Regions from separate parts of the Mus musculus genome. Here region 2 is linked to region 1. The links are chromatin contacts, called in public Hi-C maps. All regions are on one chromosome and are shown on one strand. The core of a region is the stretch at or near the end of the contact, and the rest is flanking DNA. Distances in the headings are between cores, read along the strand shown. Region 1 overlaps Lpp (LIM domain containing preferred translocation partner in lipoma). Region 2 overlaps Lpp (LIM domain containing preferred translocation partner in lipoma).

What was found. Hi-C and Micro-C count contacts between places; a contact is called where the count stands out from the background.
Region 2: a Hi-C map of muscle stem cells shows a contact between it and region 1, with 3 times the contacts expected there. The contact joins two enhancer-like sites. A contact is called at or near these places in 1 of 15 datasets of contacts at CTCF or cohesin (CD8 T cells), 13 of 484 Hi-C or Micro-C datasets (the C2C12 cell line, adipose-derived mesenchymal stem cells, brain and 8 more) and 5 of 115 datasets of contacts at active chromatin or transcription factors (CD8 T cells, the NIH/3T3 cell line, effector CD8 T cells and 2 more).

Annotation. Positions count from the first base shown.
Region 1 is chr16:24,493,933-24,497,449 of GRCm38.p6, forward strand. All of the region lies in intron 3 of Lpp (LIM domain containing preferred translocation partner in lipoma), which reads left to right. Among named protein-coding and RNA genes, the nearest start is that of Gm24440, 89 kb to the left of the region's middle. Within about 2 kb of position 1,724, at least 100 of the 459 cell types and tissues checked have an H3K27ac peak or open chromatin away from gene starts, as enhancers often do. A contact at or near this core is called in the C2C12 cell line, the NIH/3T3 cell line, embryonic fibroblasts and 3 more, where this site is marked.
Region 2 is chr16:24,908,985-24,912,501 of GRCm38.p6, forward strand. All of the region lies in intron 10 of Lpp (LIM domain containing preferred translocation partner in lipoma), which reads left to right. Among named protein-coding and RNA genes, the nearest start is that of Gm22672, 27 kb to the left of the region's middle. Within about 2 kb of position 1,622, at least 140 of the 459 cell types and tissues checked have an H3K27ac peak or open chromatin away from gene starts, as enhancers often do. A contact at or near this core is called in the C2C12 cell line, the NIH/3T3 cell line, embryonic fibroblasts and 3 more, where this site is marked.

The DNA of each region.
Region 1 (3,517 bases), core at 474-2,973:
CCCCTAGCACTTAAGTTTACAACAGCTCTCACTTCCAAACACACAAGCGTGGCTGTGCTCTTGGACACACATCCATAGACAGATACATACAATTGTGAAGGTTTTATTGCTCCCGTTGGCAGCTTGAACCTGGGAGAGTGGGACCTAAAAGGGAAGCTGATTAAAGTCTCATGTAATAGCCAACTTTATTTAGAGCACTGGACAGTTTATACGCTGAGGGTTAAGAAGAGTCGCCAGAGTTAAATGCACAATGAAAAGGACACGACAAGAAATGTTTTCCCATAGAGGCACGTGACTAAAACAGCTGCAGTAAACTCATTCCCATGCCTTCACGTGGGGGGAACACAAAATCGCATTCTTTGTTTTAAAGAAACTTACTTCACAAGACTTTTGTCTTGTTTTTGTTTGTTTGTTTGTTTGTTTTTTGGGTTTTGTTGTTGTTGTTGTTTTTGTTTGTTTGTTTGTTTGAGTTTTCTCACAAGGCCTCAGGAATCTCTCCTCACACAGCTTCATCCATGGCCCGTGTTTCCACGGTGGAGAACAGAAGCCTCTGAGATTTGCTAACCTTGCCGCCCTCTCTTCCAATCTGGTTCTCGTCCCTTTAAGTGAGCATAAGAAAACAAATCAAAACCAAACCAAAGCACCGTTTCTCCCCTTTCTAAGTTCAGGGTGTGAATCACTTCTCCCTGCCCTCTGCATTTCTGTGAATGTTTCCTAGATGGACTCAGTGGGCTTCCAGTAAAGACAAACAGCTCAGAGAGCAGATTGCACTCACACTCACAGCCTGAGTCCTGTGACCCAGACATTGGAACTCAGTGCCTAATATGGTAATAAGAGGAGCAGGAGAGGGAGCCGACGAGGATGCCAGACATGCAATGCATTGCTAAGAAATGTACGTGCACTACTGAAGAAACAGGGCGCTTGCTCCTTGATTTCCACGTTATGTAGGACATGAACTGTGAAGTTCTGAGAAAGAAGCCAGTGTTCCAGGCATCTGCCACAGGGAAAAGTTTATTTTCCCTTTGCTCTTCAGACATGAGTCGGCTTAATTCAGTTAGTGTTCAAATCAATGCTAGCATGGGATGGGAACTAAGAAATCATTCTTACAGCCAGCAGACATAGGTTTTCTGCCCAGTTCGACTGCCATTCAACTGTGAAACGCACTTTCTTCCTGGCGTGCCTTTTTCAGCCGTGAAGTGGCTGGATGCTGTGATCTCCAAGACATCTAACGTATCTGTTTGCTTTCCTTCTAATTTTGTCTGAGATAATTTCATTTCCTGTGGAATTCCCCAAACAAAGCATTTTCTAATTCTTCCAGATACTTTCTGTGACTTGAACTAAAAAGACAGAATAAATACTGGCTTTGCATTTCCATTGTGACTTCCTTAAGTATGTTTGGCAGACTGTTCCCTGTGCTTGGCAGAGCTTTTCTCGATCCTAGGCACATTATGCCTTTCTTCCACCTTGGTCCACCTCCTTTCCCCATTCTCTTATCTCTGGACAATCAGTGTGTGTAGGGAGGCATCTAGTACATGGCGCAGGTTTACACCACAGTTTTACACTAATTCAATGCAGCCTTTCCATGGCCTTGCCCAGTCATTGCTGCTCTTATCCATTCAGCCTGCTTTATGGGAGAAGTGGGGCCAGCAGGAGGGAGGTCCCACTGCTTCCCTGCACTCTACAAGATGGAACTGGGCATGAGAGAGTTTTCCAGGCAGGGACTGGATGAGTCACTGGGCTGTCACAGATGTTAAATAAGACTGAGAGAAGAATGGAGTGTGGTCATCTGCGTGTGAGGCAATGAAAGGCTTTGAATGCTTTCTGTCTTTATGGGTTCTGCAATCTGTTATCCCTAAGTGCTGTAGTCTTGTTACGGGCATCTGTGACTTACCCTTTTGGTAGATGGTTGTAGTCAACGCTGACCTCTCCCCATTCGCAAGGTGTATTTCTAACATAAGATAAAGGAACTTTCTCTGACAGAAGATAAAGGAAATTCTTGACAGATTTCCAGCCTTGTGGTTATTATATCGCAATGGCAGCTTGTCTATCCCAAGTAACTGTAGAAAGTTACTGCTCTGAGAAAGCCATAGGGCATTAGGAGTCCCCCTTTCCCTTGTTAAGGACCCTGCAGGAACTACATTTCCCTGTTACAGTTTAGGCTGGCTATAGAGCAGCCCCCTGGTCCTGGGAGAAAGGGGAGGGCAGAGATGAAGCTGTATAACAGAGGGGTTGCTTTGGAGAGATCGGGAGACAAGAGGTCTGTGTTCTGGGGAAGCCATGTCAGAGCTCACTCTTGAGTCATGCTTCATTCTCCAGATCCTCATTTCTCTGTCTGGCAAATACGATTGGTCCTTGAAAGTCTCTTCTAGCCCCAAAGCCTACAGATCAGTTTCTTTGTGTTTCATGTTGTTCCTTCTTGTTCAGCAGTACCAAGTGGATCGATTTGCATCAAATTGCCATTGTGTTCTTTAACACCAAACAGAGCCCAGACAAAGCCACACTTTTGCCTTAGGTGTTCACTGTAATATCGAGATCAGATTCTTCCGTGTAGCGTCTGACTCCCCTTTATCACCTAGTTCCAACCCATGGTGCTCGTCGAGGGCAACCGTTTGCTTGTCTGGGTGGCACCATCTTAAAGATGACCTGAGTGTGAGCACTTTGTGCTGTACAGTATAAAAGAATGAAGGCACTGAACACTGTGCATGTTGACTTCTTCTCAGGGCCAGAACCGAAGGGTAAAGAGCAAGCACGATTTCTGGGATTCTCTAGCAGTCTCTACAAATAGCTCAGAGGTAGACGTAGGGACACCGAGACCAGTGCATCTTCTGCTTCAGTAAAAGCATAAATTTTAATGGTTACAAATGCGTGGTGCTATTATGAGGAAACCACAGGAAAGACCAGTCATATAAACAGTAATAATTTATTGACCATGACTAATCCTTTGGGGAGTATGATAGATGACGTAGGCTTATAAGCGCTTTACAGTGGACTAACCCCTTCCACATTCAGTAATTCACCAGCTCTCTATACCTTGTCCATAAGGGTGGCAGGCTTGTGAGTGTTACCTTCATTTTACTAATGACCACAGTGAGGCTCAAAGAGAGCTGTTGGGCATTTGGTGAGAAGGTGGCAGGATGGAGAGTGTTTGTGGTTTTAGGCTGGTACCTTTATTTTTGTTTAAGGTTTAGCTTTCCTGATAAAGCAGCATGAGGGCCCACACTCTGGTGTGCCCATACACAGCTCTATGCAGACCAGAGGATGGTAGGGGATGCTATTTCATTAGTCTTGAATGCTGTGATGTTTGGTGACTGGTTCTGTGATTAGCAGGGCTATGTGTCAGTCTGTTTCTCTTCTCAGCTGAATTATGCCTGCCCCGCTGATGGACAATAGTGGTAAGGAGTTCTGGTTGCTGACTGCTCATTCGTGCGTGCCTGCCTTCACTTATTTAGGGCAATGACGAACTAATCATTCTCTTAATTTTTGTTTAGTGCCAAGCTTTGGGCTCTGTGCAGATATT
Region 2 (3,517 bases), core at 372-2,871, 410 kb after region 1:
ATACTGTGAGCATTTGTCTCATGTTGACATCCTTTGCTTTTCCCTCCTGTTCCACTCTCCTGGCAGTACTTCAACCTGGATGAATGCACTACTTGTCTTTTGCTTGCCAAAGCAGCTGACTATTGTGAGAGAAAACCATGCAGCCAGGCATGGTGATGTCATTGTACATTCTGACCAACCTAGAGCTGGGCCTCAGTCCACTCTGCATTCCTACTTTCTGCTCCCAAGCAGTTCATAAATCTCACATTCTTACCCAGTTTCTATCTGCCTCATCCCTACTCCTTTCTTAAGGGATGCTTTTGCTTCATTCTTCATAGTGACGATGGAAACTTCAAGAAGAAACTCCCTTAGCTACTATCTTAGTTGGTGCTGTGAAGAGACACCATGACCATGGCAACTCTTAACAAAGAAAGCACTTAACTGGGGCTGGCTTATAGTTTCAGAGTCCACACAAGTATATGTCCACACGCAAGTAAGTGAACACAAGCAGAGCTGGTCATATCTGGGCGAGACTGACAACTTGTCTCAACATATTATACTGGCTTTGACACTGCACTAAAGTTAAGTCTTTTTCCCAGCAAGATAAAGGGCAGATAGCCTTCAGCTCCCATGAGTCAGTAGTAGTCAGACTAGCCAACTTTTAATTATTTTAAATGATATTTGAATATTTAAAATACAAATGTTTCCTTTGACTACAGAAATAAGTTAATATGGTATAAACAAAAGTGAACTTAAAAATCATTTCCTGTCTTCTTACCCCACAGGCCATAACATTTCCTGCCACCTCTTTGATGCTAAATACATTGAAGCCTTTTAATCTTTTTTTAAATTTTTTTGAGAAGCTCATACATGTGCATACATGTATGTATAAATACTGTATTTACATTTCCATACCTTTTTCTGTCTTTTTTAATCCCCTATGTTCTCTTCCCATTCTCTCTCAAATTTATGATGTTTTCTACTCAAATTATTATTACACACACACACACACACACACACACACACTCACACGCTGCTGAATCTATTTGGCGTTGTGTACACACACACACCAATCTGTTAAAAAATGGACACTTCATCTTCCCTCTGGGACTGAACAAATCTTTTCCCTTCACAGAACATGCAACCTTTCCTATTGTATCCTCACCTCTAGCCAAGAACTCCTAAAAATTAGAAAATTCTGGAGATCTTAGTCTCCCAGTACCCTATGTGATAGCCTCCTCTTTGCCCCCATCAAAATATCTAAAAGTCTCTATTTCAATTGCCTATTTATTTTCCAGGTACCCAATCAGTAATGAACTTCCCCTGGGGCAGAAGGACTCCAATTTGTTTTGTATTCTTTGGGCCATAGTTGGGTCAAGCCTGGGACGTTCGGCATAGCAGGCAAGCACTCACACCTGAGTTCAGTTTCTCAGTGCTTTTTTACCAAGGGGCAGGAAGTGAGAAGTTCTGAATGAATATGAGGTCTGAATGAATATGAGGCAAAGAACTAGGATTGATCCTTCCTCTCTCTCTCTCTCTCTCTCTCTCTCTCTCTCTCGGATTGCTATGTGGTAAGTTGTTGTGTGCTTGTTAAGTGTTTCCACAACCGTGCTACATGAAATTGCATTTCCGATCCTCTTAGTCATTTCCTACGAATGTTGCCAAAATTATTTTCAGTTTGCTTTTACATTCTCTCCATCTCCCCCACATTGTGTAGACTAGAATAAAACAATGTCTAACTAACACTGACTGGTTTGTGAGGACTGGGGTTGATTGGGGTAGGAGGGAGAGAAGGGAAGTTAGGCTAAGAGTAATTAAGAATATATATGTATATATGTATATATGTATCTGTATACACACACATACATACAAATGTACATGCATACACACACACACACATATGAAATTCTTAAGGAACAAATTTAATAAAGGATTGTTTAAACTCCCCTCCCTTTTTGGTATGAGGCTAGCTGCTCATAAAGAAAACAAAACTAAAGAATAGAAGTGAATCATGATGTGGGGAAAGTCCAGGGACTGTAAGTGACGTGTGCCTCTAGTGCCTCTGGTGGGCACAGGTCCACATCTCAAACAGCCCAGCTGTTGTAGCCGTTAGCTTCTCTTGAGGGGCTGGCTGACAGAAGGAAATTGATGTTGCTTTTGAGGGAGGAACAGAGCAGCAAATGTAAAGATAATCAGGCCTTCCTCCACCCTAGTGAGAAAAACTGAGGCCGACCCCTAGGTGATGTAGCTACTCACTTCACTGCTGTGCAGAAGCACAGGTAACCAGCAGCCTGCCCCGCTGAGGCCCATGTTTTCCTTTGTGGCATGTGTGTGGCATTCATTATTCAATAGGATATTCATATTCGGGCTCTCTTGGAAGCCACCCCACTCCTGTGCAGAGGCAGCTTTTCTGCCTCTCTGTCCAGTCACCAAGAGAACCTTTGGGAAGCTGCATCCTCATGTGCAGATCAGTATGGCAGATACTGGGCACAGCTGGAACCTTCATGAACTCACATGCCTTTACCTACCAGGGACTTTATTTTTATTCTTGTCTTATGTGGTAGATTTACAAAGTGTATAATTTCCCTTGCAGGACAGGAGACAGTTATTTCTGTCCTTCCTCTCTTCCTTCCTTCCTTCCTTCCTTCCTTCCTTCCTTCCTTCCTTCCTTCCTTCCTTTCTTCTTTTTTATGGTTATATTTGGTGCTGGTTTCTATAGGTATTGTTTTGTTTCTTTTGGTTCTCTTTTGTTTTGTTTTTTGAGACAGGGTTTCATTATGTAGCCCAGGCTTCTACATAACACTCAATTCTTTTGTCTCTGCCTGGTATGCATTAGCACTACAGGTATGTACCACCATGCCCAGCCAGGAGTCCTTTTCTTAGCTGACATCCAGGTGGCCTTTCTTAGAGATTTCTCATGAACCTCTGGCTGAGACCATATGAGTAATGGGCAGAAGTCACAAGAAAGGATAGCATCGTTCAGGAAATAAAATGAGCCTGGTTTTAAGAAGTGTTTTGGCAACATTGCCTTGTATCCTCTGCTACAGTACTTACACATGGGTGCTTCGCATTGGTAGTTGGCAGTTCTCAATGTGTGTTCAGTGTTTCTGACCTCTGGCTGTATTAGAATTAACATGGGAATTTTCATTTTTTAATTCTCGTACCGAGGTCTATATCCTTGATCAATTGAACCAGACTTTCAAGTTTGAGGCCTGACATTGACAGTTTAGCATTGTTTTGAATCACATAACAATAAAATATCGTATAAAAACTTTGGGGTGGGGAGGCCTAGGTTGATTGAGGGTCTAATTTAAAGTGAATGATCAGCAGAGTTTGAATGACTCAGGTACTGTCTTCTGCCACTGTCTTGCTCTCAATTTATATTTTGTTGGGCTCAGTAGGACAAGGAGGGAGCAAAGAAAAGAAAGCAACCTTTTCCGAATGCATTTTCATGTGCTAACCAAGGATTTTTTTTAAGAAAAAAAGCCCCAGCACAAAGGAGAAAAGTGACAGAAATTAGTCTATGCAGTGAAGGAAG